Regions from separate parts of the Rattus norvegicus genome. Here region 1 is linked to region 2. Evidence: chromatin contacts called from public Hi-C data. All regions are on one chromosome and are shown on one strand. The core of a region is the stretch at or near the end of the contact, and the rest is flanking DNA. Distances in the headings are between cores, read along the strand shown.

What was found. Hi-C and Micro-C count contacts between places; a contact is called where the count stands out from the background.
Region 1: a Hi-C map of frontal cortex shows a contact between it and region 2, with 1.8 times the contacts expected there. The contact joins two enhancer-like sites. A contact is called at or near these places in 2 of 12 Hi-C or Micro-C datasets (frontal cortex and hepatocytes).

The regions. Positions count from the first base shown.
Region 1 is chr18:27,401,602-27,404,301 of GRCr8, reverse strand. No RefSeq gene overlaps it. Among named protein-coding and RNA genes, the nearest start is that of Sil1, 25 kb to the right of the region's middle. Within about 2 kb of position 1,406, at least 5 of the 93 cell types and tissues checked have an H3K27ac peak or open chromatin away from gene starts, as enhancers often do.
Region 2 is chr18:27,177,558-27,180,257 of GRCr8, reverse strand. All of the region lies in intron 7 of Sil1 (SIL1 nucleotide exchange factor), which reads left to right. Among named protein-coding and RNA genes, the nearest start is that of Lrrtm2, 82 kb to the right of the region's middle. Within about 2 kb of position 1,282, at least 40 of the 93 cell types and tissues checked have an H3K27ac peak or open chromatin away from gene starts, as enhancers often do.

The DNA of each region.
Region 1 (2,700 bases), core at 157-2,656, 220 kb before region 2:
TCTCTCGCCCTGCACTGTTATGTAAATGCGGCAATCCAATGGAAATAAGGCATCTAAGGAGCCTGAAGACAGAGCCGCTGTAAAAACTATCAATCTGCTTAACTCGCTCATTACCTTGCCTGCTCTTAGGGTACATTTTGGCAGGTCGTGGCAGCTAATAAAAGATGCTTTCTGCTTTCCTGGGTCCTAGGAGGTCATCTAGAGGACCGAATGTTTGTGGAGTGCCTGAAAAATTATCTACATAAATCAAGGGTATTATTATTTCTGCTGTCATGTGAGCCATCTCTGTGCTCCTGGTTTGACAGATGTCAGCTCTGTCTCCAACCCAGAGCTAACCCTAGGCTTGTGTGTCTGTAGCTTCCTTTTGCTGTCTTTATCTATAAGCAAGGCTCTCTCCTCTCTGTCCTATTTTTAGGTAGGTAGTCCCTAAGCACCCCAGATGTTTGCTTGTCCTGTAGGTTTAATAGGAAGATTAAGGGGGCTGGAAATTCTCTGAGCAGCTCTTACCATTTCCAGCTCACTGGAGTGGAGGGTGGGATGGGTCTGTCTGAAGCAGGGGAGCAGTTAGTCGGAACCCCTTCCCCGCAGTCCCGGAGCAGCAGCACTGAAGCCTGAGGATGACACAGGCTACCCACAATTGCTCAAAGGTTGTTCTCCAAAGGGCTTACATTGTCCTGTAACAAGGCTGGTAGGAGAGCCTTGTTATTTACGTGTCGGAGGAAAGGTGTGGGTTTGAGCCCCAGCTTTACCTCCTGAAGTTAGTTCTCATTTGCAGCTCTCCAGCGAAACAGTGTCTGCTTCCTAGGGTTGATGCGAGGATAAATGAGACAGGGCATGTGAAGAGCTGAGCATGTAGGAAAATAACTTTGTCGTTTGAAGTGCCAGAGTGCTTTCTAGATCAGGAGCCATCCCCTTCAAGACCTCGCGCCCTTCCCCAGAAAAGGGCTGTAGGTCTGAGTTGTGCCTGGTTCTCTTGGGATGAGGCTGTTTCAACCCAGCAGTCCTTTGGGGGATGCACTTGAAGTTCTGGAGGAGGCAATAGAAAGGCAAGAAGAGTTTTTGGGGGAGGTGGGTGTCTCTTACTTAGAAATGTCAAGAGTCAGAGCTGGAAGTGAGGGAGGTGGCGGGGGAGGGAGGAGGGAAGAGTATAGGATGTCTCTAAGCTGCCAGCCGGATGGGGCTGCAGTTCTCTGGCCCTGGCACTTCCTGCCACCCCCAGTCTTGGGAATGAGTCACTAGAGGGAGGAGTGATGAAGGCGGCATGCTCTGCCCCCAGAGCAACGGGTTCTGTTCCCCAAAAGAGGTCTGGTGGGAGGGAGATCAAGAGCTCAGGGGCAACCGGTGGGCTGGGCGGGCCTGAGGGGAGCAAGGAGGAGCTTCCAAGGCTCAGTTTCCTTACTGTGCACCAGGAACAGGTCCTGCCTGTCACTGTGAGTGACAGCTCAGAGTCCACAGAGGACAGGCGGTACCCTCCTACAGCTGCTCTTTCAGACTTCTGCCCCTGTTTGCCCAGTTTTCTCCAGATGAGGGAGCTTCATATCCTTTTAATCATCTACGGTAGGGGAGGGGGCCAGAGTCCACACCTCCCTGTCCATCTAGCCACTCAAAGTCTCCTTCCACTTATAGTCTTTTTCTTTGACTCTGAACATCTTATCCATGATTTTGTTGAGTCTATTGGCTCATTTGGGAGGATTTTTCCCCCTATGAATGCTTGATCCTTCTGTACAGTTGTGGTAAATTGAGTTAGTGTCTCTCTGTCTCTCTCTGTCCCACCCAACACACCTTCCCTTCTTCCTTCCCTCCCTCCCTCTCTCCCATTTCCTTTTCTCTCCCCTCCTTCTCCCTTTCCTCTTTCTTAGACAGTGTCTCCTAAAGCCCAGACTTCAAACTTTCTATGTGGCCAAGCAGGGTTATGCTATCACCACACTATCAAGAGGGTGCCTTTTGGTGCTTTGTTATTTAGCCCAGGCTGTCATCAAACACTTGGTTCTTCTTTCAACTTGCCTCTTCCTCTTCCTCCTCCTCCTCCTCTTCCTCCTCTTCTTCCTCCCTCTTTTTCCAAGACAGGGTTTCTCTATGTAGCCCTAGCTATCCCGGAACTCACTCTGTAGACCAGGCTAGCCTCAAACTTAGAGATTCACCTGCCTCTGCCCCCTGAGTGCTGGGAGGAGTGCTGGGAGGAGTGCTGGGAGGGATTAAAGGTGTGAGTCACCTCCACCTGACTCAGTTCTCTTCTTTTTTTTTTTTTTAAAGATTTATTCATTTATTATATATAAGTATACTGTAGCTGTCTTCAGATACACCAGAAGAGGGCATCAGATTTCTTTATAGATGGTTGTGAGCCACCATGTGGTTGCTGGGAATTGAACTCAGGACCTCTGGAAGAGCAGTCGGGGCTCTTAACCACTGAGCCATCTCTCCAGCCCCTCAGTTCTCTTCTTTAACTGCTGTTTTCTAACTCTTCTTTATGTTTTGCATTTGCTAAATACTTGCTACAGGCTACGTTCTTTACCCATATTTGTAATGAACTTCATACTTGTAATGACCTAATGCTCATTTCACAAATAAGAAAACTAGGGCCCATAAGTTCCTAAGACACGGAGTCAACAGGTGGCAGAGATGAAGTTTGGAGCAAAGTACCCACATTTTTATTGTCGTAAGAATGCTGGGGCCTGGGATATTGCTGTTGGTAGAGTGCTT
Region 2 (2,700 bases), core at 33-2,532:
GATTACTTACAATAAAAGTAACTCTAAGTAAACTAAGTCCACTAGTCAGTCCCAAGATGGATGACTAATTATATATCTTAAAATAATATATAAAATATAAAATCAGCTCCATTTCTTTTCTCAATTTTTAGGATATCCATGCTTTGTCCAAGGATACCTTGACTCTCTCTGTTGTCTCATTCAGCTCTAGGAGTGGCTGATTCTTCAAGGGACTGCCTTCTTATAAGGGGGGGGGGGGTGATGGTGTCAAAAATTCTGAAGTTTCTAAAAAAAATGTCATTTTACAGAAAAGTTTCTTTATGCAAGCAAAAAATTTAAAATACCTCTGAAAATATTTTCAAGAACTACATTTTGTTTTTTAGTATACTGTGATGAAATCAGCCTTAATTTCAGTTCAACTAGTGTGTAAAAACATGCAGTGAGTGATTATTAGTCCCTGAAGGAGGCAAGACAGATGGAGCCCAGAATGGAATTGGCTTTATGATTAATTGAATCCTTAAAGAGTTGAATAGAGTTAGAGCTGCTCTGGCCCAATCAGAGCCCTGAGATGTCAGGTGCTGTCCTAAGCCTAGGAGAGAAAAGGACACAATGGCCTAGATTTATTCTCTACTAAGACAGACTGGGTATGTACAGCAGACAGTTCCCAGTTTTAAACTATCGATTCAAGATAATTGGAATAGAAACAAACAGTATTAGAGCCAGATCACAGGGACTTGTGCAAGTTGTCTCTTAAATCAGTCAGAGCCCGGGATTTGTTCTGGGGGCTCTGTATGAGTGAATCACTGAAACTCAGACACATGTGGAGCTGTCCAGCTAGGAGCAGAAGAGAGAGGAGAACCCCGAGCTGCCTGGAGTTGGAAACAAGGTGTAATTCCAGACTGCTTTTCTGTCTTTGGGGGCAGAAGTCTGCCAGAGAGGATTGTAATGCTCATTTTTCCTTTCTTTCTTTCCAGCAGAGATGCATAATGTATAGATTCAAAATAACTGCTCTTCTCCATAGTGAATAGATGGGTGTGTTCTTTTTTAATGTTTGGAGCAAATAAACACCTAGGGTAGCTGCTGCCTATGAGGGCCTTGCAAAGCAGGGAGAGGGGAGGAAGGACCACCAAGTCTGTGAGGACCAAGGGCTTGATAGATAGAATCATACTAGGAGGCCTGGTTTGTGTCAGACATTGTCTGGTGAGCTTGACAGCCTGGGATTTGCCTTCATAGTCAGGCAGAGTTGAGCAAGGAAGGAAGCCACATTTCCTCCCAACACACCATCTGACCAGTCTCCAGCCACAGTGTGGTGAGACATCACACCTAGACCCTAGCATGATTCTGATCTGAGCTCAGAAGACAGACATATGAGACACAGACTCGTCTACAGAAAGCTGATGATAAGTTCTCATTTTATTTCTCTAGGATTTTAATTTCCTTTTTGTAAAAGCAAGGGGAACAGAGAGCTAAGGCTCTTTCTTGCTGGCCTCAGAATGAGCAGATGAGTCCTGTGCCAAGTCCCTGGCAGAGTGCTAGCTGTACAATAAAGCCTCAGGGCGCAGGGAAGGCTCACCTTTACCTTTGAACTCTGCTGTTTTCCTCTCTGTGTGTTTTCCATTTTGAGCTCCTGTGAGTCAGGCTGCAGGCAGCTCATTTACATAAGAGTCAGCCAGAAGGAAAGCAGTTGAAGTCTGCTTTCATTTTGTGGTGGGAGGTGTTTTCCTGTTGAATTGCTAACCAGGCAGGTCAGTGGGAATCAAGGGCTCTCACTTATCCCTAGATGGAAACCAGCACAGCAAAACATGAGGGTGAAAAGAAGGGAGAAAAGAAGGAGGGGTGGGAACGTATCTGTACTGACATTTCTCAAACGGAACACACTTAAAAGGCAGTATTCCCAAGGGAAGGAGAGGAGGTTCCTTACTCTCACATTAGCAATGTTAAAATCAAGACCCATGTCTAACCCTTGTGTTATGAGGGTCTAAGTGGTGAAGACCACTTAGATATGGGTTCAAGCCAATGGAACATCTTTATTAGCCAGTCTGTGACTACACTGTGTGTTCGGGACCTGAGTGCAATCCTATGTCTTTCTCATGGTGAGCTTTTAAGCACAAAAGCTTCACCCTGGGCTAACACACCTCAGGTAGCAAGAACAGTTAGCCAGAAGTAGCACTGCAGAAGTCAAAAAGCATGGTTAATATCTTTAGAGACTTTCCCAGCTATGGACTTGGATGGATCGAGTTGTAGTTCTCTGTTTGGCTGGTGTTGCTGAATACCTGCAGGGTTCAAGGCCTGAATGCTCTGTTCATTATGAGCTCGCTGTGCCTACAGTCCGTGGTCTGTTACACAGGAGAACTTCACTTCCCTGCTGCCATGCTTGCATTCTCTTGATCTCACTGGCTACTCTGACTGTAACGTCCATGGAGTTTACTTTGCCTGTATTGCTGAGGTCCCTGTTGTAAACAATAGCATTGAGAAGGATCGAATCTCTCAGCCTCAGGCAGCCTTCAGTCTGATGAGAGGTGTATCCTCTTCCACAAGCTGTCTCATATCCCTCTTAGGCCCCAAGAATAAGCAACACTTGGGGCTTTCTCTCAGCTTTTGTCTGGGTATGATCTATGACAGGGAACATGGCAATACCATTCCTCATTGCTTGAAACTCAGAGGCCTCAAGAATACAGGGAGAGGAAGCGTGGTGGTGTGAAGTCAGTCAGTCTTTAGAAA